Linked DNA regions of Mus musculus: all the other regions are linked to region 3. Evidence: chromatin contacts called from public HiChIP or PLAC-seq data. All regions are on one chromosome and are shown on one strand. Each heading gives the region's core, a stretch centred on a gene start, on an enhancer-like site or on the middle of the called end of the contact. The rest is flanking DNA. Distances are from core to core; before and after follow the strand shown. Region 1 has its middle 6.6 kb from the start of Ccr5. Region 2 has its middle 22 kb from the start of Ccr5. Region 3 overlaps Fyco1 (FYVE and coiled-coil domain containing 1).

Region 1 (2,805 bases), core at 192-2,691, 280 kb before region 3:
AACATCAACTATGCCTATTATATGAAGTGGAGGAAAACAAAAGTAAGAAAAAATAGCCATATTCTAATAATTAAAACACTAGCCCTTTTAAATACATTCCAATACTTATCCTTTCCCATGAACCCTTTTTAACTATTCTAACACATATATCACTTTAGCATCTGGTGTTTTGTTGTTGTTGTTGTTGTTGTTGTTGTTGTTGTTGTTGTTGGGTGCCTTTGGTAATGTTTCCTCAATATTGTAGCACAGTAATTTATTTGTGCTTTTAAATTTTTTTATGGGATAGGCATAATGAAACACCCTTACTCTTTGAGTATGAGGCCAGCCCACTACACATAGTAAGTTCCAGGCCAGTTAGGGCTAAATAAGAGACCTTGTATCAAAAAAAATTTTTATTGTGAGTATATTTCTTTATTTGCAGTTTTAATTGAGGGCTTATATCTTATCTGTATAGCTTTTCCAGTTCTGATTTGCGTAGACTTATAAAACCAAGATCTGGTGATAAGGAATATGCCCTTCATATGGCCCAGGAAAGTACCCTCTATCTTGCCTAGTGGGTAAGGGTCATTCTGACCTTAGGTAGAACCAGGTGGTTTTGAATTGAATGAAAAGAGAATCCCAGATGCTTCCTTCTTCCTGCCTAGTGTCTTTTGCTCCACATCACAACATTATCTGTGTTACAAAGCAGATAGGATCTTTTCTGTAATTTACTAACAGGAACAATGGCATACTGTCATTGTCAACATTCTTTTATTTTATAAAGGAGTAGGAAGTCCTTAGTGCCTACAAGGTTACCTTTAGGGTAGCAAGAAACTTCTCACAGTCCTTATGGAAATAAGAATATTCTACTCACCACCTTTCAATATCACACATTGTCATCTAGGTGCCTGAACAATGATGCTTGGGTTTAATGACTCCCAATCTTTTTACCTTCCACCTCACACTCCTGTCATGGAAACTGGAATTGGAAGGTATTATGTGCTATTTTCTCATTTCTGTCTTAGTCTTCTAGATATTTGTAATGGAACATATAACTCTCTCCCCAACTTATATAACACTTATATGCACCATGGAAAATAACACACCATGTAAATACTCAGAGGGTGTCTGCTGTATACATTCATTAGATATGTCTGGACATGCTATAAACTACTTAGCTGAGTTCAGAATTCTTTCCAATGTATTTGGAATCTTAATTTAATGCTGTGCTAAGACATGGATCTAAGGCAATCTTGGAGATGGTAGCAGTTTTTAACTACCAATTAAGGCTTTTAGCATGCCACTGTCATCACACCTGGTCAGATCACACCTGCAGCTCTATGCATAACAGGATATCACATAAGAATCTCCTGGTGACTCTGGAACTGGCAACTCTAACCTATGGCTCAGGGCAAAAGTGTTAAGTGCTTTACCATTACAGAGGAAACCACTGACACTTGGGGTTAGACACCTCTCCTAGGCTTACTAAGAAGTGACAGAACCATTCCTGTGCTGTCTCATCAACTCTTCCTAATACTGTATAAGTAGCCAATTAGGAGAGGACAAGTTTGATGAGGCCTCTTGTTGGAGGCCAGCTCTGGTGTTTTTGTTCACTCTTGAAGGTAGCTGTGGGGAAAGTGTCTGTGGGAGCAAGACTTGGTTTTGACAGACATTAGGGTTGCTTTTTATTATTAAAATGTTTACCTGTCTTAAGTCTAAGTTACTTTGCAGAGGTAGCTGGACTGCCTGTCTTTCCTCTGAGACCAGAAACTGCAGAGTCTCTGGTTGTTTAGCAATACTTGATTGTAAAATGGGGGGCAGGGGATTAAGTAAAGTAGCCTTTGTTTTATCTCCTCAGGAACTTAGGGATGGGAGTTCAGACTGAGAGTGAAAGACACAGGAAGAAAAGGAAACTCTTTGAAAAGTGATTTTAATCTTTATTTCTAAGTTTTTCTCCAGAAAAATTCTCTTCTTCAAAAATTCTCTCTAAAAATTTTCCAAAAATTTTCTCTTAATTTCCAAATTCCCTTTTATTTTCTAAATTATTCTACCCTGCTGTTCTGATGTAATAGTGTCATGCAATGTGATAAGTCCTTGTTTTTTATACCTTTTCTAATTGAATAGATCACATGGTTTTCCCAAGCATCCTTTTAAAGAAAAGTTCACTATAAGTTCAAATATAAATTCAAATCATAAATTAAATAAGAAGTTTACAAGAGAATGCTTACATATGTTCCCATTGAGACTAGACATCAATTATCTTTCATTAGCTCTACAGGTTCATGGAGAGTTAAAGACCATAACTAAGCTATCATTGAGGTTTTGTATAGATAAAACCAGTCAATATTTTATCTCCTGTTCTTGTACCTACAATAAATCATTAGTTCCTTCTTATGACCTTTGGTTGTTTTACAACCTCTTAGAAAGTGTTGTAAGTTGTAAATGTCTTCTTTCTATCTCAGAAGCAATTAACTCATGACACTTGAAGATTGACAGAGTTCTCATTGCAGTTTTCATATCAGAGGCCGTAACAGAACTCCTAGTATAAAGGGTTCAAGAATGACTAGTATACTTTCAGGAATTCTTAAAGGATCATAATTAAGATTTAAGAAATATATATAGTCTCGTGTCTCTAGCTGCATATGTTGCAGAAGATGGCCTAGTCGGCTATCATTGGGAAGAGAGGCCCCTTGGTCTTGCAAACTTTATATGCCCCAGTACAGGGGAATGTCAAGGTCAAGAAGTGGGAGTGGGTGGGTAGGGGAGCAGGGTAGGGGGAGGGTACAGTGAACTTTTGGGATAGCATTTGAAATGTAAATAAAGAAA
Region 2 (2,824 bases), core at 296-2,795, 310 kb before region 3:
AAACCCACATTCAAAAATAAGACTGGACTTATTATAATTGAATATATTCCTTATAACTGTCTCTAAAAATATGTTTTCATAGATTATCTAGTCATCTAATTTTAACTACATTATAGAACATTTAAAATGTCTATAAAAATAAAGAATATACAGGGGCTGGTGAGCTGGCTCAGTGGTTAAGAGAGTTGACTGCTCTTCCAAAGGTCCTGAGTTCAAATCCCAGCAACCACATGGTGGCTCACAATCATCCATAACAAAATCTGATGCTCTCTTCTGGAGTGTCTGAAGTCACACTACAGTGTACTTACATATAATAAATAAATAAATAAATAAATAAATAAATAAATAAATAAATAAATATTTTTAAAAAAAATACACAATGGTGAAACTTTCAAATAGCATCTATTCTAATTGTCTATGGTCCTTAGTGGGGAAAGTACCAAAACTACTTTTAGGAAACAATCTGTTTTCTGCCGGGTTAGTTCTTTAAGTTTACATGAATAAATATTCATGTGTTGTGAGTTTTGGAGAACTACTTTTTGGTAACATAGAGATGAAGCATGGGGGGAAATGCCACAGAATCCAAGTGGTAACATTTTAACACCTGTCAACATCTGTAATTTTCAGTGAAAGTAAAAAACTAAAACCAAGAATCAGATCATTTAGATTCCTGGGGATCCAGAGCTCCAAGAGGGTGTGAAGCATGTATATGGAAAGCTTGTTAGTTAGAGACTTCCCTATGGGACAGGATGAGGAATCAGGTAGCATAGAAGGAGCCATAATGTAGTAACAACCAGTGTTCAACTAATACTATAAGGGACAGTAGAGATAAGATGGCCTTGAGGTGTTGGAGTGCACCGCGTAAAGGTGTGTCTCTGTCCTTCCTCACTTGCCTAAGGGATTCTCTGATTGGTTTTAATAAAAATCTGAGGGCCAATAGCTTGGCATGAAGTGGAAGGTAGGACTTCTGTTAGAGAGAAAGGGACAATGGGGGAAAAAAGCAGAAGCAGAAATTTAGGGAGATGATTTGGAGGTGGATGGATGCGAACATGAGCGGAGAGGCACAACAGGTCATTGTGGGACATGGGAAAAATAGTCAAGTTAGAGGATCTGGGGGGTAGCTCCAAGTTAAACCCTAAGCTTTAAAAATATACCAGAGTCTCTATGTCCTTATTTATATAGCTGAACAGTCCGTAAATGTCCAACCACATTAAGGAATGTTCTGAACCAAGCCTTTCCATCAGCTTCCATATTCATCCACTTACTATGAAGCATTATAGCCTGGACAGGTAGTTCCAGGTCTCAGTAGCTCCATGCCTAGTAACCAAGGGAGTGGTAAGTGTATTGGTCCTGAAGAGAGCACCTGAACAGCTCTCATAGCATCCTTTATAATTAGAAAAGGCAATCTGGATTTCTTACAAATTTTATTTACTCTGAAAAATAAGAAATGAAAACTAAAATTTATAAAGCCACAGTTTTGTAAGACTATAGAAACCACACAGGGACACGTCAACCTGAAAGAGGAAGTCATGTGTCCAGTGAGGGCACAGTATCTATTTCTCCACCAGACCATTAGGTTGGCTTTTTATTCTGTCCACAAAATGTGAACAAAAAGATCAGAGATTGAGACATCTGCCCAGCCCCCATTTTTCTTACTCTATTTCCTCTTCTTGGATGTCTATTTGGACACCCAAGATTGATGGGGTTTGGATAACCTCTAATAAAAATGTTTTATGTTTCAATATTTTAAAATTAAAAAATTAGATACATTCTCATTTTACAAAAGTTTTTATAATAAAATTAAATTATGACTTATTCTAATTGTACAGGAAAAGAGTCTCAGTCTGTGCTACAGCCTACATGGATGTCTTAGATTCTAAAACATGTTGAACATTTAGAAAGCTCTGCTTCTTCCCTGCCAGATATCTCCAGGGACAGTTTCTGAGACTTGTGAGGGGTTGCACATCATTACTTTCACAGGCTTCAGAGTCTTCAAGGATATGATTTGAGCCATTCCTATCTACCCTAGAGTCAATGACCCTCATCTTGTCCTCTCAAAGGATTCAGCTACACCGTCTGGAATGGTTCTTAATAAACACCTCCGCCTCAAGGAAACCAGACTCTCTAAACCACAGGCTGGTCTCATACATTCTGAAGAGAACAGACATGGGAACAAAAAAAAAAGAGAAATGCATTTTTCTGTAAAGAAAAATGTATTTTTTTGTCTTTTGGTTTTGTTTGTCTGTTTTGTTTTGTTTTTCATTCTTTTACAACAGATCACTGAGGAAGATGCAGGCAGGAACTGAGTGGCCTGTCATTCTTATACCATCACAAGGCTGTGGATGTTTTGTTGTCTACCCATGTCATGTGCTGTTGGGAACAAAAAAGAGGCCCGGGGAAGAGGGGAAAGGAAAAGACCCACACCCTGCCAGAGTTTTACCTATTCTCTGGTTTGTCAGGTGTGGGAGAGCTGCCATACACTTTCCACTCAGCCCTGGGTGGGCATTCAAGCCTCTGACCCACTCTTCAGGAAGTGGCCAAGGGGCAGCCCTACCTGAGAACCCCAGAGCTACTTTGCTAAAGCCACCAGAGAGGGATGAGGGAAGAGGTTCCCAACACCTGCGAGAGTGAGTTCTGTGGATCTTGACTGGAGCACAGGAAGGCCTTCTAATGGGAGATTAGAAACTGCTCATTAGGAGAAATCCTGTCCCATCCTCCAAGTACAGTGGGCCTTGATGAGCAGAGACATTCTATGGTTTTAGAGCTTTATTACAGAAAGGCAGGGAGAAAGAGTGAAGGGAGAGAGAGAGAGAGAGAGAGAGAG
Region 3 (2,852 bases), core at 107-2,606:
ATCAGCACTGAAGCCTTCAGTCTCTGACTTTGGACAGGTGAGCTCTTACAGTAAGTTAGTTTTCATTCCTAGGGTCGTGAAGTGATTACTAAGAGTCTGCTTTTCAGCTCTTTTCCTCCTCTCCTCATAAAGAATTCAGACCTTTGAGGCCATACAGGCAAATATTAAAGAAGTTAAGGAAGCTGTGTGCTGACTTCCAGCGTGCTCACACAGGTTTTAGTGACAATTTCCTGTGGGACACAGGTTAATTATATGTGAAAGCTCTGTCCTCTGTCTTGGAATGTCACTAGGTGGGAAAACTGCTGGATATTCAGTACCTTAGTACTCGGGTACCCTTTGGGCCTTCAAGTGTAATGTGAATTTAATAGGTCAGAAGTTTTTATAGGACTCTGCAGCACTTTTTGAGCAGAAGATAACCATTTGGACTAAGATATGTGAGTGCTCTAGTAAGCCACTTCTGGAGGCTCACAATGGGTCTTTCAGGATTGTGTTTCCCTGAAGTATGTGGAGGCCAGCTCTGCTCCAGGAGCATAGCACAATGATCTACTTTAAAACAGAGGCAGCCCATGTTTCTTGAAGATCTCCTGGCCTGTGCTGCTGTTGTATGTCTTTTCAGTGTTGTTTATATGGGTCTGATTAGATGCTAAGAAAACTGGAAATGAAAGCTGACCCCAAATCTAAAACAATGTTTTAAAGGGATATATAGTTAATTTTATTTGCAGTACATAGGAAGTAATCCTTTTCTCAAAGGACATTTAAAAATACCTTTAAGTAAGTAGCTAGCTCCCTTTGTATAATCATCTCTTCAACTAATGAGCTCAAATGTTACCATATAAAAAGTTTTACTGCCATGAAGGAGGAATAATGACTTACTCCTGCTCTGGGAGCTTGCAGACAAGAGTGGTTTTGTGGGCAGGGGTCTCATCAAATTCCACCACTACTCCAGTTTTTGAGAATGTGGATGTGCACCTTGGCTGCTCAAATGTTGTTCCCACTGAGCACTTTGTTCTCAACTCACACATCAGAGGAGAAAGTATTTGGACATGGGTGTGACCTCAAGGCTGTTTGTCCTCTAAGCACCTGTTGAGATAACTATTTGGTAGCATAGTGTTTTATATCAAGTCAATCTGCTGCCCACCTCCACTTCAGCCATTATGACTATGTGCAATATGGGCATGGAGAAATGTCTTCTGCGTTCTGTAGTTCATGAGGTTTTTGTGCCTTTTAGAACCACTTCATGTTAGATTATTTCCTTGAGTCATCAGCAAGAAGATAAATACTTCTGAGTTAAAGGTGTTAACTGCTATTGGGATGTTTACAGCATCATCAGTGCCTTAGTGGTATGCCACATACTTCCTGTCTGAATCCAGGGCATCTTGATAGCAGAGAATAGTAAGACCCCTTTGTGACTAAACTACTGTCATTCCTCTCCTACCACGCTTGACCTTTAAAGAGGTAAGAGAGTGTTGGCCCTGCTCTGTCTACTTGTATCAACAGATATCTGTGGTAAGTTAGAATGTTTTGAATGCCTGTCTGCGTCTATGACTGATTAATTTGCAAACCTGTCTCACATGTCTTCTATGGCAGTTCCATTTAATCCACTTGTCTTGACTGCCATGTGCCCATAGCTAGTAGGGCCCTGCATTGTAGCCTCATTGCAGTGTCTGCCCAACAACATGTTATAAGTGACTAAACCTTAGATGGATCCCTTTATGCCTTTATGATTTGTCATCGTAGTCCTTGTAGAGTTATGGACACTTGGGCTGTTCTAAGACATCTACTCATAGGTGACAAGACTTCATGGAAAGCACTATATTCTCATCCATAGCACACTGATCATGAGCAATGAGTTAGCTTATCTGAAAAGAAACAAGCCCAATTAGGAAAGTATGGATAGATATGTGGGGAGGTTGATGGTTTTATCTCAATAATAGAGACAAAAAGAGGCTGTTATTCATCTGGCAATACCTTTGCAAAGCTCCCCTTACACAACTCCACTCTTTTTTCTGTTCTTCCCCTTTCTATACATTCCAACCAGACCTCTGAGGCCTCTCTTCCTGAGCTTGCCCTACCCCAGGCCCCCCTCCCTAGTATGTTAAGACCAGTACCAGAAAATCTTAACATCCCTTTCTCCTGTAGCTTCTATGTAAGAAGCCATTCAGCTACCTCCAGATTTCATTCCTTACTCCAGATTAAATCAAGGAGTTTCCTGTCTGACTCAGATTCTGATGGAAAGAGGAGCAAGAGTGACTCCATCAAATATTTAGGTGTTTGAGTTGCCTTGATATATCTTACTTCATCTGTTTCCTATAGACTATTTTCAGATGTCCTGGGATAAGCAGCCCCACTTCAGGCTTCACTCTAGGGTGACAATGCCAAATGTTTTGTGTCCTTTGAAGGGTATGAGGGCTGCTACTATCAGAATAGGGTTGAATGGCATGTTTTGTCCTGTATGTGGCCTTTGCTAATCCTCCATGAGGCGGGTATTTATCTCGATATAATGCGTTTTCAGCTCCGAACATCTCTGGGGAAAGGGAGAGCCTTCATTCGCTACTCTTTGGTGCACCAGAGGCTGGCAGACACCTTGCAGCAGTGCTTCATGAACACTAAAGTGACCAGGTAATTGCAAGTCTGTGCCGGACTTAACCTCATAGCACTGATAAACAGAAATTGTGTCCGCCAAACCAGAATGTTAGTGGCAGGTGCCTCTTGTTTCTTTCTACATCCATTATTCTTTGTACTTCTTACCCATCTTTGAACATGTAGGCAAAAGTGAGAAAGAGGGGAAGGCTATCTTTTTCTAGTTCTCTCATGTGCTCAACTATGACAGTAGAGCTTAGAGCCAAATCTCT

The links. HiChIP or PLAC-seq counts read pairs in DNA pulled down with a chosen protein or histone mark.
Region 1: a contact with region 3 is called in a BATF HiChIP or PLAC-seq map of CD8 T cells, with 5 read pairs. The contact joins two enhancer-like sites. A contact is called at or near these places in 10 of 39 promoter capture datasets (the 3T3-L1 cell line, the C10 cell line, cranial neural crest and 7 more), 1 of 15 datasets of contacts at CTCF or cohesin (CD8 T cells), 4 of 484 Hi-C or Micro-C datasets (B cells, double positive thymocytes, erythroblasts and 1 more), 2 of 115 datasets of contacts at active chromatin or transcription factors (CD8 T cells and bone marrow-derived macrophages) and 2 of 9 other capture datasets (adipose tissue and liver).
Region 2: a BATF HiChIP or PLAC-seq map of CD8 T cells shows a contact between it and region 3, with 12 read pairs. The contact joins two enhancer-like sites. A contact is called at or near these places in 2 of 484 Hi-C or Micro-C datasets (B cells and erythroblasts), 1 of 115 datasets of contacts at active chromatin or transcription factors (CD8 T cells) and 2 of 9 other capture datasets (adipose tissue and liver).

The regions. Positions count from the first base shown.
Region 1 is chr9:124,113,562-124,116,366 of GRCm38.p6, reverse strand. No RefSeq gene overlaps it. Among named protein-coding and RNA genes, the nearest start is that of Ccr5, 6.6 kb to the left of the region's middle. Within about 2 kb of position 1,441, at least 17 of the 459 cell types and tissues checked have an H3K27ac peak or open chromatin away from gene starts, as enhancers often do. A contact at or near this core is called in CD8 T cells, where this site is marked.
Region 2 is chr9:124,142,577-124,145,400 of GRCm38.p6, reverse strand. No RefSeq gene overlaps it. Among named protein-coding and RNA genes, the nearest start is that of Ccr5, 22 kb to the right of the region's middle. Within about 2 kb of position 1,545, at least 67 of the 459 cell types and tissues checked have an H3K27ac peak or open chromatin away from gene starts, as enhancers often do. A contact at or near this core is called in CD8 T cells, where this site is marked.
Region 3 is chr9:123,834,560-123,837,411 of GRCm38.p6, reverse strand. It overlaps Fyco1 (FYVE and coiled-coil domain containing 1), which reads left to right. Exons shown (of 18, transcript NM_001110253.2): 5 at 2,513-2,619. Among named protein-coding and RNA genes, the nearest start is that of Gm51700, 10 kb to the left of the region's middle. Within about 2 kb of position 1,356, at least 20 of the 459 cell types and tissues checked have an H3K27ac peak or open chromatin away from gene starts, as enhancers often do. A contact at or near this core is called in CD8 T cells, where this site is marked.